4 separate regions of the Mus musculus genome follow, and regions 2, 3 and 4 are each linked to region 1. A link is a contact called in public targeted proximity ligation data. All regions are on one chromosome and are shown on one strand. The core of a region is the stretch at or near the end of the contact, and the rest is flanking DNA. Distances in the headings are between cores, read along the strand shown.

Evidence for each region.
Region 2: a targeted proximity ligation map of the SCID.adh cell line shows a contact between it and region 1, with 13 read pairs. A contact is called at or near these places in 2 of 39 promoter capture datasets (the C10 cell line and pre-B cells), 6 of 130 datasets of targeted methods (CD8 T cells, the SCID.adh cell line, acute myeloid leukemia and 3 more) and 2 of 9 other capture datasets (liver and pancreatic islet).
Region 3: a targeted proximity ligation map of trophoblast stem cells shows a contact between it and region 1, with 7 times the contacts expected there. A contact is called at or near these places in 8 of 39 promoter capture datasets (the C10 cell line, cranial neural crest, frontonasal cranial neural crest and 5 more), 2 of 130 datasets of targeted methods (the SCID.adh cell line and trophoblast stem cells) and 1 of 9 other capture datasets (liver).
Region 4: a contact with region 1 is called in a targeted proximity ligation map of embryonic stem cells, with 10 times the contacts expected there. A contact is called at or near these places in 6 of 39 promoter capture datasets (cranial neural crest, hippocampal neurons, maxillary cranial neural crest and 3 more), 13 of 484 Hi-C or Micro-C datasets (the N1E-115 cell line, cerebellar granule neurons, cerebral cortex and 3 more), 10 of 130 datasets of targeted methods (embryonic stem cells, pancreatic cancer cells and stem cell-derived neural progenitor cells) and 1 of 9 other capture datasets (liver).

The regions. Positions count from the first base shown.
Region 1 is chr15:74,707,266-74,710,929 of GRCm38.p6, reverse strand. 4933427E11Rik (RIKEN cDNA 4933427E11 gene) reads right to left here and starts at 1,769. Exons shown (of 1, transcript NR_033197.1): 1 at 556-1,769. Jrk (jerky) reads left to right here and starts at 1,608. Exons shown (of 2, transcript NM_008415.6): 1 at 1,608-1,683; 2 at 3,066-3,664. The coding sequence starts at 3,496.
Region 2 is chr15:74,916,805-74,920,468 of GRCm38.p6, reverse strand. No RefSeq gene overlaps it. Among named protein-coding and RNA genes, the nearest start is that of Gm39556, 7.8 kb to the left of the region's middle.
Region 3 is chr15:74,879,608-74,883,271 of GRCm38.p6, reverse strand. It overlaps Ly6m (lymphocyte antigen 6 complex, locus M), which reads left to right and starts at 1,568. Exons shown (of 3, transcript NM_025929.2): 1 at 1,568-1,658; 2 at 2,499-2,597; 3 at 3,240-3,664. The coding sequence starts at 1,607. The coding sequence ends at 3,424.
Region 4 is chr15:74,529,284-74,532,947 of GRCm38.p6, reverse strand. Adgrb1 (adhesion G protein-coupled receptor B1) reads right to left here. Exons shown (of 31, transcript NM_174991.3): 2 at 3,008-3,664. Among named protein-coding and RNA genes, the nearest start is that of Adgrb1, 15 kb to the right of the region's middle.

The DNA.
Region 1 (3,664 bases), core at 520-3,019:
AGAACCACCGGCAGAGATGGAGCCAGCTGTCCCAGGGGAGTCCAGAAAACTTGACGGAAATACTTCTAAGGGTCCTGGATTTCAGTCACATCATGTGCCTAGTATCCTCTGTGACTCAGTTTCCTCCCATGTCCCATACATTTTAGCACTGGCCTGCACTTAAGTCACTACCCACAGTCATGTGCTACAAGACAGTGGCTGTCCCAGGGCAGGGTTTTGGCTCACAGTGCAGCAGCAGTAGCTGACAATAATGTATGGTCAGAACAATAGGAACAAGGAACAGGCAACAGATAGCCTGTCCAGAGTTCAGGGGGGTGGAGGGAAGGAGGGAATCCAAAAAAATAGATTCTGGGGGCAAGGCCAATCAGATGTGGTGGAATGGGTGTGGGGCATGAGGAAGAGTTCAGGGTGAGTGGGATGGTGGAACTGCCAGGAAAAACCATGGGTAGCACCAGGCCAATCACAAGGCTCCCATCTTCATTTCAGAAACACTGTGTTCAAGGTGCATGTTATGTCCAGGTCCTGGGAAGAGACAGAAGTTTCGACATCAGAGAGGAGATTCTGGAAGGAGACATGGATTTGGGAGCCACCCAGCCTTCCTTGGTATTATTAAAAATCTTGTACTGGAGATCCCTGGGGAATTTGAATGGAGAGAGCAAGAGATTTAACAAGAGAGGGTGGGGAAGAACAGGCAGACGGGTCCTGGGTACTCAGGCAAGGGTGTGAATTAAGGAGGAACAAGTTTCCACAATCTGTGTTTCTATGGAGCTGTGACTAATCACCCCCGTGTGGAGGTCCCAAAACAACACAATTATGTTTTCTCCCACTTCTGAGGACCCAGGGTACTGAGATCAGGGTGCCAACAGGTCTGTAGTCCGAAGTTTCCCCGCCTTTTGGAGCTCCTGTAAACCACTTGCACTTCTTGAATGGTAGTCTTCCTCCATCTTCAAAGCACAAGGCTCAGGCTCTGTTGTCAGTTCATAGCCTTCCTTTGGAGTGTCTTCTCTCACTCGATCCTTTAACAACGAACCGTTGTGCTTACAGACAATCAGAATAAACTTTATACTTCGACGACTTTCTTTTGGTTATGCCTGCCAAGTTCCTTTCAGCTCTTGAACTCGCAGGTTCAGGGATCTAGAGACTGGGCACCCACACAACTGATCGAATTCAGGTATGTTCAACATACAAAATGGTTCATTTCATCTCAATGCCTCTCAAAGCCTCTACGCTATATACTACGATTCAAATCTCATCATCAGCATCGTCTAAATTGGACACGTTTTGAATCCTAGCTAAAAGAAGGGTCCACAAGGATGGAAAGGGGGTCCTGGCAACCGGCGGGCCTTGGGTACCTCCCACCGCAAGGTGGCGTTGGACCCAGCCTTCCGTCCGTGCTCTCCGGGCCATGGCTCCCAGGATCGGACGCTCCGCTCGAAGATTCCGTTCCTCAGGAAACGCGAAGCGCCCTGTGGCTTTTGTTGTTCTACCGGAGGCTGAGCCGCTGGGCCCGGACCGCTTCCTTGCTTGGTCGCCCCTTAGCGACCTAGACACCACCGAGACAGAAGTCTCCCGGTGGTCTAGAGCGTCCCCCGGAAGTGGGTCGGGGAAGGCCGAGAAGAGCGGGCCGGTGGAGAGCTGCGTGGCTGGCGTTTCCGGCCGGTAGCGGCGGCACGGGGTCCGCAGGTGAGTGGGGCTGGGCCGTGCGGGGCTGGGCCGCCGCCTCCGCCGACTGACTTGGAGGCTCATCCCAGAGCCGGACGATCATCGTTGTTTCTGCGCTCGGGAATCGAGTCGCATTCGGGACTCGAGCATCCCTTCTCAGGTCCCCTCGGCTCCCAGGCGCTTCACCAGTCCGCAGACCGGGCAAGCTCGGTTATTCCTGGCTCTCCCCGGACCCCTTCATTCGTTTCTTGCCTGTGTTTTGAGTTTTTTGTTTTTTGTTTTTTTTCCCCCGTGTGTCGTCTGGGCTGCAGCTAGGTTGCAGGCTGTTTCTTCCATCCATTCCCCAGACGTCTCAGGACCTGCGGGAAGAAATTTGCCTCTCCTCTTAGGAGCTTCTCCCACTTTATACTCCCGCTCCAGAAAAGGTCCTTTAAGCTTCTGTTCAAGTGGTCCTTGGTTATCAGTGTTCCCTTGGAACAGTTCTTCCCAAGGTAGAAGCCTCCTGGATCTCTGCAGTCACGTTTAAGAGGTTCTAAGAGTGGTACCAAATTCAAATTTCCTCTTTCCCCTTTCCCCCTACATTAGCACTTACTGGGTAGCCCAGGCTGGCACTGTACTCAAAGCCATTCTGCCTCAGTCTCTCAAGTGCTGAGATGGTAGGCTTGGACCACTACATGGAGCTTGGCAAAAATTTCATTTCTGAAGTGGGTGTCTTCAGTCACTAAACCACTCTCAACACATCTGCAGGGCAGGCACTAAGCCATCATAAGTTGAGCCTCCCGGTAGCCTAAGTTGCTGAGGAATTCCTCGGCTGCCTGGGTTAAACATTACCCCTGAGAGTAGACTCTGGCCTTGATTTCCCTCTGCTCCACAGTGAAGTGCCCACAACAAATACTGTGTGCCAGTGGTATGCACACTATCCTCGATCTAACTAGCAGAGGAGAGCCTTGGGGACCAGCACTGAGTTCTGCAGACCAGGAGACTGACTTAAGGGAATAGAGTTACACAGCTGGCCGGTGGCAAGCTGTATTCCCTGCCTATCTTTGGAACTTCATTTGAATAAATGACTCGTGTGTCTTATGTTGTGGTCTGGGGTGCACTTTTATACTGCTTGTGGAAGTAACTCTGTGGCCTTCTGACTTATCGAATGCTCGATTGGGAGGAGCATTCCAGATAAGATTTACAGGGAGAGAGAAGGCGTTAGTTATGCATTGTGACTCTTAGCCTTTTCTGAACATTTCTAAAGGTTGCTGGTGCTGCTTACTGTGTCGTCTGAAAGGAAGGGCTGGTTAACACACACACACATACACACACACAGGCCAAATGGCACTGATGTTTAAAATCTAAGCATATCTTGAGTGCTTGCTCTTAGTAACATTTTTCTTTCTCCTCTGCTTTTCTAGTTCCTGGAGTGTATGGGTTAAGCAACGTTGTGAATCCTCACAAGGAGTATCTCCAGCTTAGGGCCATCAAATCTTCATTAGCCTGAAACCTGGACACAGTTGAAGGGGAAAGCTGCCACATTGTGACATCTGTGTGGAGGCCGTAGGCTCCAGGTGCACCCCAGCAGTCCAGGGTAGCTCTCCTGTCTCCTCCCCTGAAGAGAACAGCACTACCAGGATCTGAGGCCTAAGTATGCTAGAGTCCTGATACTGAAGGCAAACTAAGGCAAGAGACTGCTGTAGACAGGGTAGAGTCAAGAATGAACTTGACTTAAGCCTGGGATCAGTTCCTGGGGCAGGTAGAGAAGAGAGGGAGAAACCGTGGCCCCAAGAGCCAGAGAGAAACATAACCAAGTAAGGACAGGGGCAGCCTGGCTCCGGCTGCTTCCTCATGGCCTCCAAGCAGGCTGCAGCCAAGGGCAAGGGGGAGAAGCGGAAGCGAGTGGTGCTAACCCTGAAGGAAAAGATTGACATCTGCACCCGGCTGGAGCGTGGGGAGAGTAGGAAGGCTCTGATGCAGGAGTATAATGTGGGCATGTCTACTCTGTATGACATCAAAG
Region 2 (3,664 bases), core at 604-3,103, 210 kb before region 1:
ACTTCCAAAAGGAGCATCTTGACCTAGGAAAGACTTATGCTTCCTTCCTTCCTTCCTTCCTTCCTTCCTTCCTTCCTTCCTTTCTTTCTTGTTTGTTTGTTGTTTTGTTTTGTTTTTTTTTTTCAAGACAGGGTTTCTCTGTGTAGCCCTGGCTGTCCTGTAACTCACTCTGTAGACCAGGCTGGCCTCGAACTCAGAAATCCGTCTGCTTCCCAAGTGCTGGGATTAAAGGCATATGCCATCACTGCCCAGCTGATTTATGTTTTCTTAGTCCACTCTCTTGTTATCAGCTCGCTGCAGCTGCTGTGTCTATTTTGCAACTGCCAGGGACATTTCATGCTTTTTCTCAGACCTCACAGGGTAGTGGCCATGCCTCTCTAAGGGCAAATTAACTTAGAATGGAGTCTTCAACAAAATGGAGCTTATTCTGCTACCTCAGTCCCTTCACTTTCCCTTCCCCAAGCTGCTTTTCGTCATGGTGCTTTCTCACAGGGAAAGTAACCCTAACTAAGGCAGCAGGGATAGGGCCCCATCACTTGCAACATGGGCTCTACCGGGTGTGATTGGAACCCGTGGGCCCCTCCCTGCAGGCCGTGCTCAGCCAGCAAGGGCACCTCCAGCCGCTTTGTTGGCTTTCTCTCTTTCTTGGCCTCATCACATTTTTAGAACAGGGATTTGTCTGTGAAGTCACCACTCTATCCCATGCAGACCAACAGGATTCCCCTCCTGCTGGGGGAGACCAGAATGCACACGCCCGTTCCTGTGGGAGTGTCCTGTGTGCACACTCAGACTTTGGTGGGAAGGGAAAGTTTTCAAGGGTGAGACCTCACCAGTAGAGGGCAGAGGAACCAAGGGAACTATGGGTATTATCTTGCCTGCAGCATTTTTAAAATGTCATTTGAATTAGAAAGTAAGAGGGAATCTTTTTTTTAATTAGATATTTTCTTTGTTTACATTTCAAATGTTATCCCCTTTCCTAGTTTCCCCTCAGAAAATCCCCTATCCCCTCCCCCCTGCTCCCCAGCCCACCCACTCCCATTCCTGGTCCTAGCATTCCCCTATACTGGGGCATAGAGCCTTCACAGGACCAAGGGCCAGTAAGAGGGAATCTTGAGGCTGTTATTTTGGGCAAAAAGCTGTCAAGAGAAGTAGCTCCCTTCTCCCCACCCCAGTCTTCTCCTCTCTTCTGAGGTGTTGTGTCTATAGTCAGATACTAGAACACGCTAGGCAAGTGCTCAGCCACTGGGCTACAGCTAAAAATGTTCCATTTTTATCTTTATGTGTATGGGTGTTTTGCCTGCATGTATGGCTTGTGCACCACATACATGCTGTATCCAACACCGGTCAGAGGAAAGCGTTGGATCTCCTGGAACAGGAGGGTTGTGAGCCGTCATGTGGGTGCCGGGAATCAGAGTCAGGTCCTCTGGAAGAGCGTCCAGAGCTCTTTGACTGCTGATCCACTCTTTTAGCCCCATAAGGCCCTTAAAAGCACTCAAAACTCATGATAACAATAACAAAGGGAAACTTTGTGTAAGAAGTTGGGGGGTGTTGCAGGAGTCTGGCCTGCCATACACAGGATCTCAGTCAAGCTCTGGCTAGAGGTAGGAAATGGAGGAAGGGTTTCCCCTCAGCCCAGGGGCTGTTGATCAAAACCTCCATTCCCCAGAGCAGCACAGTCCTAACGGGTTGAAGTGCTGGTAGCAAGTAAGTGCTGAGCACTCCACTCAGCTCCGAGAACACTACGGAGAAGGAGGCAGAAAGAAAACGAGAAGTGGCAGTGTTGTAGAATATGCCTCCACTCTGTACCACCAAAACCACTTAAAAAAAAAAAAAAACCCAAGACCTCTCAGAGGACTGGGTTTCAGTTTTGGAATCCCCTGGCTGCTTGGTAGGTACTTTCCCTGTGCCTGTTGCTGTCTACTGTGTCTGGGATCCACGAGCCCTGCCCGACCCCCCATCTTTAAACTTTTTAATTGGCAGATAAAATGGACCTGAAATTCCTAAAGGGTGTAACACCGAGCTTACTTTGTTTTACTCAGCCTTGGATCTCTTCCCGGTGAAGCACGAAACTGGGCAGCAGGCTTGGTATACCAGTATCCTGTTGTGATTATTGTAGGATTGTTGAAGTCTGAGGCAAGGGAAGGTGTCCGGGATGTTTCCAAGAATTCTGTCCGTGATCTTGCTGCATGGCCCCCAGTGGGGGAGGGTGTGCCTTCAGCAGGTCTATCCATGCCTGAGGACCACGCTGTCCACATTCAGGTATTGTGTAAGGAGCAAGACACACAGCCCCGTCCAGTTCTGTGGGGAACTGTAGTATCTGGGACAATCTGGACTGGTTCCCACAGTGGGTCTGCCTAGCTTTAAAAGCTCACAGGGACCCTCTGCAGTGTAGGCAGACATACAGCTATGCCATTATAGCACTGAGGCTTGGGGAAGACTACATAGGCCGCTGAGGAGTGAAGTGGTGGAGTGGGAAGCTAGCTGTGTGATATGGGATTGAGCAAGCGACAGCACCCCTGTTCCCTTCCCTCCCCAACACCTGAAATAAATTTGTCTCTAAGGCCCCCGGAAACTGCAGGCCTGTGACAGAGGGGCTGTTGGGTGATCTTGCCGATACTTTTGTGATCATTCTTCCTTCTTGGGAATGGATGGTTCCTGACTGTAGCAAGACCATCGGGCTCCACACTTTTGCTCTCCCTGAGCAACTTTTCCCATTTCTTTAATGAGTAGGTGGAGAATTTTGTACATTTTTACACTTCTCTTCTTTTGATTAAAAATTCTACTTTGGAATCCTTTTTTTTTTCTTTCTCCAGTCTGCTCTAAGCTTTCAAAAGCATCAGTCCATGCCTGCCACACAGTGCTCAGTTATGCCTTCAGCTGAATATCTAATTCTTCACTTGCAAGTTCTAAAAATATTGGGATAGGAACAGAGTTAGACCAAGCTCTTCTCCACGTTCTAATGAGGGCAGTGGCTCCTCCAGTTCCCAGCCGCGTCCCCCTTCACTCTGCAGCTCCTCAGAGGATTGGCTGACATTTCCCAGCCATGCAACCATGGCCATGCCATGATCTCTGTCTCCTTTCTTGCTGAGTCCTTACAGGAATCACCTTTAAGGTGACAAAGACTCATGGTTTAACCATATATTATAGTTTGGCTCGGAAACCTGGGCTCTTTTGGGTTCTTCCTCTGGACTCTGCTATGTAAGTTTATTAAGAGACTCCACACCTGGGCTGGTGAGATGGCTCAGTGGGTAAGAGCACCCGACTGCTCTTCCAAAGGTCTGGAGTTCAAATCCCAGCAACCACATGGTGGCTCAAAACCATCCGTAACGAGATCTGACTCCCTCTTCTGGAGTGTCTGAAGACAGCTACAGTGTACTTACATATAATAAATAAATAAATCTTAAAAAAAAAGAGACTCCACACCATATCTGAGCAGGTTCCTCATCTGCATCCTTCAGGTGACATCTAGGGACCCTGGCTTGCCAGTGTCCTCTGCATTCTGATGTTTTCTTTTTTAGGTTTTTCATCCACCAAGTCTTCTATCCCTTGGCTCTAAACCACTATTAGTTCATGTTGAATTGAGAATTGAGACCAATACCCCACCTACAATCCCACAAGGGTGGGCACTTGTTAGGATGGTCTTCAATAGTCTGCCTTACTACTT
Region 3 (3,664 bases), core at 319-2,818, 170 kb before region 1:
AGTTTATTCCACTCTGGTAAACAACCCTAGGGTGAGACAGTGTACCTGTATGTTCTAGGCTCGGAATGTACACAGCTCCCAATGTTCTGCAGATATTATGACTTTCTACTGTTCTGGGAAGGTTGTCTAGAGGACCAAGACAACAAACAGGCTTTCTAGACTGGCAGCTATGACTGGTCAAGGTGTTGCCCAAGATCCTTATCAGGAAACTTGTGCCTCATTGGGCTGACCCCTGACTCCTCATTAGTTTAGAGAAGGTAAACGTGACAGCAGAGTGGCAGAGGTCACACAGCTTTCAACTGCAGACTGTTTTGTCTGGGAATTGCTAAGGGGTCTGCCACTTCCCTGTGTGCTTGAATGCTGCCCCAGTGCAGAAGGTTGCTGTGCCTGTTGATGGTGGAGGTATGGGTGGGATGTGACCCTGACACTGGTGTTTCCTGAGTCCTGACCAATGTGTCTGCCTATGACAGTCTAGGATGGGTATGGTTACTAGCCTGTCTAAATATTGCTTGGTCCTCAGGAGAGTGATAGCTGTCACTGTGCATAGCGGAGCCAGACAGGAGCATGTGGCACAGAAGGGTGCTTTCTTTATCTTGGAGCCTCAAGTCTGCCATGGAAAAAATTGTTAGTAACAGGCAGACACAGCATCCAGGGGGTGAGAAGCCCTAAACTTCATTGTGACCTGGCTGTTTCCCCTTTCTTTGTTATAATATGGAGACACAATGGATACCTAGAATGCTTTAAGTTGGGAAGAAAGACCAATTTCTACACTTGGGATGCTTAAATATCTTTACAGAGCTGAGTCCTGTTCAATCAATGGTCAGCCAGTGGTCACTGACCCCCTTCCGACCCCTTGTCTCCCACAATCCCAGTATGCTGCTTTTAACTCCCCAACTAACTGATGTCCAGTATCCCCAATTTATTGGACCCCAATATCTTCATCTCACCAAAGCTCAGCATCCCAGCCTGATGACCCCCAGCATCCCCAGCCCACCAACGCCAAGCATCCCCAACCCATGATTCTCCATGGTGTCTCCTTTCTTTTCTGTTTATTGAATGAATATCATTATTGATTCCTTTTCTATCTCCTCACAGGCCATGGAGAGTAACCTCACTGGGCTTGTTGGAGGAGCTGAGGGACCCAAAGAGGCCTTGGGGACATGAGGGGGAAATGGCATCTATACACCAAGGAGTGGAGCTTTGAGAGGATGCCCCCTTATGGGCTCTCTGATCTGGGATTCTTTTGCTGGTGTGTTTCAACCGTGCCTGGTACTTTTTTTTAAAAAGATGGGCAAAGAGCAGACAATGGTTCCTCAGTGAAGGCCTGGTTAGAGTCAGCGCTGTGCAGCTGACTGGAGTCAGGGTTGGGGGCTTTGTAGGGAGCAGGGGAAAGGGAGGATGGGTACGGGAGAGGGTTTGGAGCGCTGGATAAAGAATTCTTGGAGGTATTTACCTCCCAACCACACACCCAGAGATGACACATGTAGGTAGTCAGGAGTGAGAGACGGACCAAGGCCCCACCCACAGAGCAAGAGGGATATAAAGACAGGCTGGTCCAGTGCTAGCTGGACAGAGACACGAGCTCTGCTTGCTCTCATTGCCCAAGATGAGGACTCACCTGCTTTGGTTGTTGCCCCTGATTCTGCTGGGATCCTCTGGTAAGCAAGGAAGTGGGAACCCCTGTCTAGCATCCTGTCCTTGGTTGGCATCCTGAGGTGTGGGGTGACCTGGCTGGATCTGCACCCCCCTCCCCCAGATGATGCGGTCCTGCTGTCCAGAGGAGGTGTTGGCATAGGGCACCGGACTTGCTGGAGGCCCCACAGTCTAGACACAGAGTCATTTCATGGGTACCTCCACTCACCTTAAAATTCTTATAGTATATTAACATTCTCTTTCCTCCTCCCCTCCCCATCCCTCTCCCCCCCCCCCGTCCCTCTCCCCTCCCCTTCCATCCCCATCCCTCTCCCCTCCATCTCCATCCCTCTCCCCTTCTCCTCCCTCTTCCCTTTTGTGTGTGTGTGTGTATACATGTGATCATGTCAAAGTGTGCATGTGGAAGTCAGAAGGCAGCCTGTTGGAACCAATTCTCTTCCACTGTGGATTTTGGAGATTTGAACTCAGGTCTTCAAGCTTGGCAACAAGTGCCTCTATTCACTGGTCCCCCTACTCACCTTTTCCATTAAGCCTAGCCGTCCTGCTAGACTTGCTGTCTCTTTTGCAAAGTCTTGTGGAATTAGCATCATTTGCCTGGTGACATTCTGTGACATATGGCCAGCAGCATGGACTGCTGTTTGCTCAGAGTCTTGGTTTTCTGTCCCAGAGTCAGGGCCCTATGTGCTGGCACCTCAGTCTGGTTGCTGGGAGGGAGGCTGTCCATGTGGGTGGCTGGAGAACAGGATGGGCTACTTGGTGGTCAGTGTTTCCTCAGAGCTGGGTCCTGTGCTGTCTGGTGTGGTTATCGAGTGCCTCTGTCTCTGACCCCAGCTGTGTCTCTCCAGCCCAGGCGTTGAAGTGTCATGAATGCAGTGGTATAGAGGACTGCTACAAGCCTAAGACTTGCTCCAGCCAGAGCCTCTACTGCTTGACCAACTGGTATAGTGAGTATCTTGGTCCTAAGTAGGTGGGTCAGGGGACAGAACCTGAATCTGATACCTGGGGATACCAGCTAAGGCAAAGCTTGCTAGTAGAGTTGGGGAAGCCGGGCAGATATGGCCCTGAGAGGTTCCTGCAACTGTTCAGGAAAATGTTTTGAGTATCCCAGTCCTCCCTGCAAAATGAAACCCAACACTGCTGGCTTAGAAAGAGTGGAAAACCCATTTCCAAATGGGCTACTGTGTGCAGAACAGGCACATATAGCATGCAATTCTAACTGTTGCCAAGAGCGCTAGCTACTCAAAAAGGAAAGGAGGAGGTAGGGGAGTGGGTAACCCTAGTCATATTCCTGAGCCCTGATCCCGGGTCCCACGTTGAGTCAATTCTCATCATACTCTGAACCTTGATCCTGGTCACACTCTGAGCCTGGATCTTCATGACTCTGAGCCCTGACCCTGGTTACATACTAAGCCTTAATCCTGGCCACATCCTGAGCCCTGAACCTGGTTACCTCCTGAGTTTAACCCTACTGACATCTGGCTGTCTGACCCTTTGAACTGGAGGCTGCAGGTGACCTGGGTTTGCTGACGGGGCCAGGAGTGGGTTTTACAGGACTCAGTAAATGACCCTCTTCCCTCTGTTTCCAGCACCGCCAGGTCAGCAAACGACTGTGACAAAAACATGTGCATATACCTGCCCTGACATTAATCATGTCACAGCCAACTCCAAGTCCTCCTGCTGCAACACGGACCTCTGCAATAGTGCCAGGAACCTCCACGTCAGTTGGGGATTGCTGGCCCTCGGCCTCTGCTATATCTATCTCAGCCAGTAGGTGCCGAGCTCCCACAGGGGCTCACAAGCTGCAGAGTTAAGAGTTGGAGTTTGGTGCCATCATGCAACCGGAATGTGTAGCCATGGGTGGGGCACTTCTTGAACTCCAATCAGAAGGATTCCAAGAGGCAACCTCACAGATGTGGCTGATAGAGACCGTGGCCCCTGTCCAGAGTGCTGCATTCAGAACTCTTGTCTGAGAGGCATGTGGATTTCTGAGTTCGAGGCCAGCCTGGTCTAC
Region 4 (3,664 bases), core at 473-2,972, 180 kb after region 1:
GCCTCATATGCTGGGGCCTAGCCCTTGTGTTCTCCAAACTATCTTCCAATAGACCAGCAGCCAAGCAAGTCAAACAGACAGAGCCCACCCTGGATACACATACACATACTCACCATGCACACACAAGCCTACATGCTCAGTGCTGGGTACATACATACCTGGCATATATACATACACCCACAGACACATATACAGTTACAATGTGCTGCATAAACACCCACATGTTCACACATGTACACATACAAATTTTTTGGCGTATTACTAGGAGTCTGCCTAGCAATAAACAAAGACATATGTGGGCTCACACAATGCTGGCATACATACATGAGAGTATACATATATAAATGCAAGACACTGCAAACACAATAATCAAACCGGTATACCCACTGGGTTTTCATGTGTTATACATGTGAACATGTGATTACATGAACACATATGTGCAAAATACACTATATATGTATTCATATATGGGTGTAGCCACCATACACATATGTATGCATGTACATATGTGTGCACAAAGTACACCCTACCATACACACATGTACAATTCATATATGTACATTCATGCACACACACCTCCTCCCACTTGCCTCTGAGTACTACCTGCCAACACTGTCAGAATCCATATACTGACCTGATGCTCAAACTGCCCAAGTTCAACCTGAACACACCCCTGCCTCTGTCTGCCTCTGCTCCTAGGTCCCCAGAGTGGGCCTAGCAATAAACAAGAACACCAACCCTTCGCCATTGGCTGCTTCACCCCACTCTTACCCTCACAGAGACAGAAGAAGGCATTCTCAGGCCCCCAGAGAGGAGAACTGAGGGGCTGGGCTGGCCTAGAAACACAGGTGAGCCAGGGTCAGACCCAAGACTCCAAAGTGGGGTTCCAAGGCCGATGTTCTAGCCTGGGCCTGTACACATTCACCAGGGGCCAGGGCTATGCTCACATACCCTACGACCTGGGTCACACACGTCTCAGCCTCGAGTTCTACTCTGCCCTTAGAATCGTCCTTAAGCTGCATCTGCAGTCCTGCTTCCTCTGTCCCACATGGATGTCCTCATTCCTGATGGGGCCAGGCTTGCTCTTCCTGCCTCCACACCCTTTTATCCACAGTCCATCAGTTGCACCAAACCTCTCCTCCTCCTCCTCCCTCCTCCTTCCCACTGCAAATGACCAGGCCAACACCAGCCACCTCCCCATCCAGGCTCCTGTGAGGAGTCCCGGTACCTCACTCCTTTGCACCAAGCCCTCCCAAAGTCCTTCTGTTCTCAAGGTCATGTAAACACTCCACAGAGAAACCTGGCCACTTCACGGCTCCCGCAGCAAAGGCATTCACATACTCATTCCTCAGGAAATAAATGCAGCTACACACTGCCCCCGGCCCCATAGCACACAAGCACCTCCATTTGGTGCCTCCAGCATCTATCATGCCAGCCCTGAAGGCCTTGGCTGCTGGCAGCTGGGCCAAGGGGTTTAGAGCAACATCCAGCAGCTCCCTGGCACAGTAGCTGCCCCAGTATTCCACTGAGGTCAGGCTGCTGCCCAGGGGGTGTGACTGTGGCCCCAGTCAGAAACAAATAAAAATCAAGTGGTGATGCAACCCCAAGAATTGTTTTGCAGATGTAGGAACCAATGCTCACGGTGGTTAAATGATGGGGAGTGGCAGAGTATGGTACATGGCCAGGTCTGCTTGTGACAGCTGGCCCCATCCTCCTGCATCTTCCCACCCCATCTCTCTATTCTTCCAGGGTTCCCTTTGGTCTCACTCCCATTCCTGTCACACAATGAAACCCGCCTTTGTCAAGGTCACAATGACCTCCAGCCTAAACGGCAGGAAGGCTGGTCCTCCACCCTTTCTTCCCATCACAATGACAGAATGTTCAGAATTTCGTCTGAGGACCCTGAAGAGGTCGCCTCAGCCTAGGTCTCACAGAGATCCAGACCTGGGACCTGTCATAGGGCCTTGACCAGAAATGTGCCTGGGGTTAGAAAATTCCTTTGCAGCCTGAATGGCCTTGTGGCCTCTGAAACGCTTAAGGCTGAGGGATGCCCTACGGGCGTCAGCATTTCACTCTAGATCTCCTGGCATCAGGTTCTCAGTCAGGCCTTGCCTTGGCCCTACACACCATCAATGAATAGACTTGTCTTCCTATTCCCCAATGTCCCCTTGATGTTGACTCAGCTCGTTTCTCCAGCTCAAATCTTGGACAGCCCTACCTCTGCTATCCTCCAGGTCACACAGCAGGCAGGGCCTACCTCTTGTTACAGATACGACACTCATAAAGATACACTGTTAGCACCATGACCAGTCATCAACCCCTTGCATCCCCATCAGGCCTGGACCCTGCCATCCTGAGGCCATTGTCCTCAGGTCTCCAGCCCATGAGTAAAGGTAATGGTTTTCTCAACACTGGGTTTCTGGGTGTCCTTGATACCCTGGTTCTGCCTGGGATGGCTACATACTGTTGGGTAGTGTGTCTTCTTCCTGTGGTCACTGGCCAAGGATGGCATTGTGTCCCTGCTCTCACTATCACACCTCAGTGGCAGCTGCTATAGACATGCTACACTGAGCCCCAAAACCTTACCTCCTGGCAACAGCCCTGTGAGTACTCTGTCTATGCGTGCTCCCATGCGCCACCCTGGGGAGGTGCTGACCTCCACTTTAGTCCCCAGACACCAGGTACTGTACCCTAGGGATGCTGGAAAATGTCGTTGTTGAAGATTAGTGTGCTCCCATGTGGAAGATTTAAACCGAGGAAGTGGCTTGAGGAAACTGGCTACGGATCCTTTCTTCCCTCCCTCACTCACATGCCACGCCCTATGTGGGCTGGGCTTTCTATCCTGGGAACGAAGAGCCATTGGCAATTTGAATTCTACACATGGTCTCTCAACCCGGATGACAAAAGAGTTGCCCCGAACAGACCCCAGCCTCGGGGACTGCACTCTCCCTCACGCTCTCATTTCATCTGCTGCAGAACTGTACAAGGTTCTCTGGATTCCACTCACCTGCTGAGCCGTGCCCACCCCGGTCCTGGGTCAGGCTGGTGAGGCAGTTCTCAGGGCCACCAGCTACGCCGTCCCTCAAGCAGACGTCCCCACGGGGGACCAAGGGGCTGGAAGCAGGGTCTCCAACATCTCCACCCAGGCAGGCGCAGGGAGTCTGCATGATGCCACAGGGGTGTGAGCTGCGGCTGCCGGCTAGACAGGCATCCAGCCAGCGACACAGCATCTGACAGGCAGCATGGCTGGGGTTGCGATTGCCCACCACCAGGTACTCCACGGAGAAGTCGTCACTAGAGCTGGGGAACTCGCCCTGGGGTCCGAGGTCACCGTCTTGGGGTGGCTGTTGGCGTTGCATCTGTAGAAACTGTTTGCTGGCCTGTAGAAAGGCGAGGGGTGCAGAGGAATCGCAGAGCCGCAGAACTTCGTCAAAGCTCTCCACACCCAGGTAGGTGCGTGTAGACTCCAAGAAAGAGTCGAACTGGTAGGTACGAACTCGGCCGGGGCCGCTGCAGGGTGCAGGTGCCTTGGCCACCTTCATGTAGAGCGTGTAACGACGAGGGTCCGGGTTGCGAAGGGTCCAAGAGCAGCGTGAGGCGTTGGCCGGAAATACAGCAGCCGCCGAGAAGTAGCCGAAGAACTTTCCCTGCACCAACGTGGTGC